Linked DNA regions of Anas platyrhynchos: region 1 is linked to region 2. The links are chromatin contacts, called in public Hi-C maps. All regions are on one chromosome and are shown on one strand. The core of a region is the stretch at or near the end of the contact, and the rest is flanking DNA. Distances in the headings are between cores, read along the strand shown.

Region 1 (3,550 bases), core at 20-2,519, 110 kb after region 2:
GTGTAAGCAAACTCATGGTCACGGCCAACGCTGCTGGTGCCGCAGTCTCCCACAGCTGGCCAACATCTGGGTGAGAAGCAGATACCCTGGTGGGGGTGCTCGCATACTCTAGCTTCTGAGCAACAGACAGCTCTATGAAGAGGCAGCGCTGATCTGTGAGCTGCCAGATCTAAGAGCTAGAACTGCCCAGGATGCCTCCATCCAGCGGAGGTGAGCCTGGCTGGTGCATTCAGACTTTTGGGCAACAGGTTCCTTAAAAATACGTCCCCTCGCAAATTCCACACAATTTGCTGTATGGGGCAACAATGTGCTGACCCTATTACATGCTTCCTGACTCACAATTAGTTCAATAGGTGCGGTGCTGACCTTCAGCTTTGTCTAATTCTTCATCCTGATCTTCATCTTACTTTGGCCACGCCAAAACTACTTCCAGGTACTCCTTGCTCAGAATCTACGAAATCAAAGAACATGGCTTTATTTGAGCATCAGCTTGATGGAAAAGCAGCACAATATCAGCTGCCCCTACTGCTATTGACTTTTTTTTCCCACTGAAGGAATCAAGAACAGCCTCACATCTCACCAAGCTGAAGCCCAGCAATTCATTTTAGTCTCTTTTGTAGAGCAAAAGCAGCGAAGATAGTACTGACTGGCCTAGATGTACACTTATTATTTGTATGAATATGTGAAAGATACTGAGCTCTGCAGTACAGCTTTAAATATTAGAAACCTCATCTTATTGTTAAACCAGCTTTTGTTCTTTTTTTCATTCAGAAGTGTCTTTGAGAACACAGATTCAGTGTTGAAAACTGCCACTAGATGGACTGGGAGCAAGGATTACAGTAGGCTCTAAACAATAAAAGCATTTAATTATTGGAACAATTAGATAAGACCGTGGGACTTTTCCATCATTTGAAGACTTCAGAAGTCAAAACCAGCTTCTGTGTGCTGGAGAAGGCCAGACTAGATGATGTGAACAGCTTCTCTAGTCTTCAATAACTCTACTAGTCTCTGTGCATATAGTTTACAAGGTGTGAATTTCAGTGCCACGTATTTTATAGTGATGGCACTGATGAGCTGAGACTCTTAAGAGAAAGAAAGGTGTCTGACGGTTCAAGCAGGGTGGCTGAGGGCACCAGTTCCTGACCTCCAGCTGCTTGTCACACATCACACATTAATTTTATCCAAAGTTTACACAAAGCAGTGTGAGTTCTGTGGCAGTGTTTGATTGTTGTGTCTCCACACGGTAGCTTTGTATTAAAGTTGCTACGGAAGTTTCAAGAGGGATTACGAAAGAGCACAGGTCACTCTTCCTCACTGGGCCTAGTTCCCCCCTGCAGTTTGTGTGAACATATTGCTGTGGTTTTGGTTCTTTTCTCCAAAGCAAATACACTTCTACTGCATAAATGCTCTGCTTTCATGTTGCTAGCAATACCAATTAGCACCTGCAGTAAACATCATAAGTCTCAGCTTCTGGCCATGTAACTTCATTTTTATCACGGAATAAAAAAGTGCTGATACTGTATTTGTTCAGGGACCTACACAGGAGAACAGTTTCAGCTGCAGAGATGGAGAATGTCTGCCCAGGCAGCTGCCACTCCGTGACTGCTCGCTAGGAGCAGATGGGGCTGGGACCCCCTCAGACAAGGTGGTGGTCAGGCAGGGGGGACAATCCTCCTCTTGAGCAAAGTATCTAGCTGCTGATGAGACCCAGATTGCAACACCATAATGGAAATACGCAAGCGACCACAACTGCACACTGCACGTGTCCCAGGTCTGCTGTGTTTATCGCTAGCCTGAGATCTGCAAGCAGAGCAGGCCCTTTGCAAGGCTCCAGCTGAGAGGTGCCAGCATCTGGGACGTGCTTGATCTGAGCTAGTTGCTGCAAGCTCCCCGTGTAGTCACCGGGGAGACAAAGGCACTTTGGGGGTTATTTATCTCATTGCAAATCAGTCGTCTGTCTGGAATCGATCAGATGAGCTGCACCCTAAGAGCAGCTCTCTCTGGCTGCCTCGATCAGATACCGATGCCTCCACGCCAGACACACCAAGGCAGATCAGCAGCGCCTCAGCCCAGGGTGCTCAGATGGGGCGGGTCTGTGCTGCTGCACCCGGGCCTGAGGAAGCTGCAGATCAGCAGCAAGCAGCGCGTGGAGGCCAGCTCGGCTCTGCTGCTGCTTGCTCAGATCCCAGGAGGAGAACAGGCACCTCTGCCGGTGCTCTGTGGTCTGCAGGCTGCTTCCTGGGACCTGCCTTTGGGGTCATTCTGCGTCTGGAAGATGTGAGATGTGCTTCTGAGCAGCCAGGTAGAAGAGCACGGGCCTGGCCAGGGGATCAAAGATGACAAACACGAGCCTCAGTGAGTGTCTGGCTGTTATTCAAGGATGCCATCGTGTTGCAGCTCTCTGGTACCAAACTCGGCCCAGTCTTGCAGTTGCGTCTTATCTCCAGTTCCACCCCATGGTTACTGGTGGGGGATATTCCAACAGGGCAGCAGGGCTGTGTTTGTGCAGGATCTGCCTGTCTCAGCCCTGCCTGGGCATCCAGCACCCCAAAGCACCCCATGGCACCCCGCAGCACCCTGCGGCACCCCATGGCACCCCATGATATCCGATGGCCTTGCCAGAGGGACTCTGTGTACCCAGGTGAAAATGAGCTGACACACCAACACCCCAGCTTGTGAAGGCTGTTCCAGGGAGCTGGGGAGGTCCCAGTACCCCCAGTACCCCCAGTGCCAGCCTGATTTTCGTGCTCCCACAGCATCGCTGTGACCGGTGCGGGACCAGGCCCCAAGCACCCACAACACCCCAAAACACACCGCTGGAGAGCGGGCTCCATCCCTCCCCTTCCCCTTAGGCTTTCCCCAATATTTCTTCCTGCTGCAGCCTGGCACCACTCCTGATCCCCCAGGAACCTCCTCCCCGTGGCTTTTTGCCCAGGGGCTGCTGTCTGGAGCCCGTGCCCGACCCTGACCCAGGGCCGGGGAGCGCAGCTTGAGCGGAGCAACACTGACCCCCAGCGGCTCGGCAGCCTGCGGGGCTGGCAACAGGGCCACGACGCAGGGAATTGTCCCTTTAATGTATTTATTTGAGTATATATTTCTATATATATCCGCACACAGATATATACACACATAGCAGGTGTGTGCGGTGCAGCACCGATGCCAAAGGGCTGCCAGCCAAGAGAGAGGAGAAGGGAAAGAGGTTGCAGAAGAAAGGCAGAAAGCACAAGTAAATTTGAGAAAAAAATATTAAAAATATTGGAAGGAGTGAGAAAAAGGGTTGTAGGACACCATAGCAATGTAGATTTATCAAGTAGGAATTATCTCATTACAGGATCATGTTGTGGTGGAGCAGGCTGGATCATTTCTGGAACAATCCTGCTCCAGCCCGTACATAGGAACAGCAAGGCTGCAGCTGGTACCTTGCTCCTTCTCATCCCTCCCCATCACTGCTGTGCTTGGTGTGAGGTATCATGCATCTTAGAAGATCGATGACGAACCGAGGTGACAGATGTTTCATGCCAGTATTTTGGTGCTGCTCTGACAGGTAAGT
Region 2 (3,522 bases), core at 947-3,446:
ATTCAGAGCCTCCCTCATTTCCTTCCATTTCTTTTCCGTATGAAACACGCAATCACTGAAACAGGCAAAGGCTCTCAAGCACGGTGGTTAGGGTACTCCCTGGGAGATGAGATAAATCCAGCTCCCATCAGCATTTCGTTCCCCAGATGAGAATGCAGTCTGGCTGAGTGATCGCAAACTCCCACCGACACTAGGTGGCCTGCTTAAGATGCTCTTGATTCCAGTCCCCCCAGATTAGGGAAGAATAGGGTAAATCGGGTGTCCCACATCACACATAACTGTTCTGATCTCCAAACTACTGGGTAAGGGAACAGAAATCATTTTGAAAAGGTTGTCCTTTATTTCCTCTGTTTTTACTTCAGTCTCCTACAAGAGATTTCAACTCAGGCCAAGTGGAACACTCTGCCTCTCTCAGCATGACATTTATTTTGTTATGAAAATGAGAGAAAAATTAGTTATACTCTTTTAGTCTTTTTAACACAAAAAACCTGTGTGTTTTCTTCTTTGGCAAGCTGGAGAAAAAAAACAACTTATTTTTTCTCAAATGTGTCTACCCATTAAGTGGCAATAAATTACTCCCTAGTATTTATTCCAGATTTTTTTTTCCAGAAGGTTTTGTTTTATGGAATAAAACAAAGGACTGAGATCCCATCTCCAGCTGAAGGACGGGCAAGCTGGCTGCAGAGCAGGTTGGCAGAGCCAGGCCGTCTGCAGTCACCCAGGAGCTCTCCAGAACCCGCGGACGCGGTTTTTGAGTTATTAACCCACAAGCAAAGCCTCTCGCTGAAAACCACCTTGTACCTGAAGATCAGAAAGTACCATCAACGCTTGGCAGGGCACAAATAAGCCGACAGCAGCAGGTCTGAAACATGTTCAGGTCAGAGTGGTAGAAACTATAAGGAACCAAATTAGCACACGTACAGATAAGTATGATATACTGGGGAAAAGTCAATGGAGTTTGTTAGAGTTATGAGTCACAAACATACTGGAAGGCATAAATGAAAGCGTGGATAGGAGAAATCCAATTAACATGGACTATTTAAGCTTATAAGTTAAAGGAAACCATGTATTTGCGTTTCTTAGAGGAAAGGTAGCTGTCGGGGGAGAGGAAGGAGCATTCAACCCCTCCACCCAAAGGCTAGGTAACTACCTACAAGGCAAAGAGGTGAAAACAATCAGTTTTCTAGGCAAGAATTTCACCAGTGGCATGCAACATGGGGCTGTATTAAGGCCGGACCTATCCAACATATCCAGAGAAGAAGGTGGTTAGCCAGCAAACAAGATCTTTGGTATTTAATTACTCAGAGAACTAAAGATGAAAATCAGCAGATTGCAGAAAGACCTAATGTTGCTGAACGGAGTAATAAACTAGTAAATGAGATTCAATGTAGAGAAATGTAAAGTGAAAGAATATGGAAGAAAAAAACAATCTTTATATACAAAATGACGGTCTCTGAATTATTAGTACAGAATAATGAGGTACTGGTCTTGTAACAGAAATTAATCTCAATGATCTGCGGTGGTCAAATGTTATGCAAGGAACGCAGCACAACACCACTGCTTCCCTTTCAAAATTGGTTTAAAAGAACTGGGTAAGGTACAAAAACACACAGTGAGGACAGGGATGGTCTCTATAGGAGTGACAATTAAACAGATGCAGACTTGTCAAACTAGAAAAGCGATGACAGAGGAGGGTTACGCTACACACTCATTATGAAGGTGGACAGGAAATGAGTGTTCGCTGTCGGACAACAAGTTCAAAACAAAAAAAGGGAGGTACTTCACACAGTGGACTGCCAGGTGTTGAGAATCCTTTCCACAGGACCCTAAGCTGTTAAGTCTCCATTATGTTCAAAAAGCAATGGGTCAACAAAATTGTTTGGCAGCGCAGTGACAGACACCGGTCTTTGCAAAGTTAAATTCTTTTTTACAGAATTTCCCTCCTCATCTTACTGCGTTTCCATCTCCCAGGAAGGTATGCTGCACGCCAGGTTGCTGAATGAAAGGCTATCCTGTTCTTCGGTGATTCAGACCCAAACTATCTGCACTGATACAAAACTGTAGGATTTCAACTTCTACAGAACTATTTTCGGTCGAGTACAAACTCTTCTATTACAGCTAGTTCCTGCACCAAGGCTGCGATGGCTTCACACACGTTTTTAGTTAATGGACAGCAAAAAACCCCTCACAACCCTGCTACTGAAAACATGCTGTTCTGCACCGTGCTGTTCTCTGCAGCAGTGTCTGGGTCTGACTACGCCTTTCCTGCCCGTGTGAAAATGCTGAAAAGCTTTGCTGCTCAATTCAGCATTCCCTCTGAATGCATCTGGCGTTAGACAGCAATGAAAAGGTTTACTTACGCTGCAAACTAATCCTTTGTCGTCCTAGCCAAGTTCGAAAGCACCATTTTTACTGATAGTCATCTACCTAGAGTCACAGAACGAGAAACACTTGTCTCCAGACTCATCTGGACATCCCCGGGTAGTCCTGCCAGGGTGAGAAAGCTGGAAGTACACGCAAGGATGCACTGGACCGCACGCTTCGTGCAACCCGATCAGCAAACACAAACTAAATCTATCCGAGCAAGTATAATCTACATAAACCTTTTCTGTATTGTTGGCCAATTCCTGGCCCGTGTTTCAGCTTGCACAGATGTATTCCTGCTTCAGTATTTTGAGGTAAAAGCTGCACCAAAAAATGAGACTCCTCCCTGCCAATCCTTCTCCCAGCAAACTGGATTTTAAAACGAAGCAATTTTTCAGTCAATCTCAAGCCTAAAACACGATTAAAAATAATAATAATTTTCTAGTTATGTAATTAGCAAACCACAACACCAATAATAGACACATGGAAAGAATAACCCTACACAGCACACGATTTATTCCCAGGGAATAAAATGGAAGCAGGAGTACAAAATAATGATAGATTAGCACTAGCGTTAGACATATTTCTCATATGCAAGGCTTGATATTTTATGGAAGTATGGTATTAGTTATACTTCACTAGATGCAGAGCAGATGCTAAGCATGATAAAAGATTATTTTCTCGGATACCAGAAGTCTGTCCAAAAAAAAAAAAAAGGGGGGGGGGGAAAATCTGTTATTTCCCAGAACACCAGTCAAGGGAAACGTTCCTGGTTAACAGCAACACTAGTCTCACAAGCATAAATAGCTAACGAGGCAGATTTCCTAAATTTTATTTAGGCATCTTAACAATAGGTAGCTCTTGGTGCAGGAAGCTAATTCAAGCATTAAAAATCGACTCCAAATCAAACTACACACCTAGTGAGGTGAACAAGTTGCCCCTCATCATTCACCTAATGTATTTCAAACAGTTCTCTCATTGTGTCTCGTAGAATTTAATTAATTACTCTATCTAGATGAATTTAACAATTTTATTTTAAAACCAGAATCTTACAGTGCTTCTAACCTATCTGTAGTGATAAAGTGTATTTTAGAAGAAGGTCTAATTCAATATTTTTAGATTTTAATATGACAATTATTACATTAATACCACTAGTTA

The links. Hi-C and Micro-C count contacts between places; a contact is called where the count stands out from the background.
Region 1: a Hi-C map of skeletal muscle shows a contact between it and region 2, with 2.8 times the contacts expected there. The contact joins two enhancer-like sites. A contact is called at or near these places in 2 of 8 Hi-C or Micro-C datasets (skeletal muscle and subcutaneous adipose tissue).

Annotation. Positions count from the first base shown.
Region 1 is chr1:14,529,817-14,533,366 of IASCAAS_PekinDuck_T2T, forward strand. No RefSeq gene overlaps it. Among named protein-coding and RNA genes, the nearest start is that of SYPL1, 18 kb to the right of the region's middle. Within about 2 kb of position 1,270, at least 2 of the 8 cell types and tissues checked have an H3K27ac peak or open chromatin away from gene starts, as enhancers often do.
Region 2 is chr1:14,418,590-14,422,111 of IASCAAS_PekinDuck_T2T, forward strand. The region is part of intron 2 of ATXN7L1 (ataxin 7 like 1); the gene reads right to left. Among named protein-coding and RNA genes, the nearest start is that of ATXN7L1, 51 kb to the right of the region's middle. Within about 2 kb of position 2,197, at least 1 of the 8 cell types and tissues checked has an H3K27ac peak or open chromatin away from gene starts, as enhancers often do.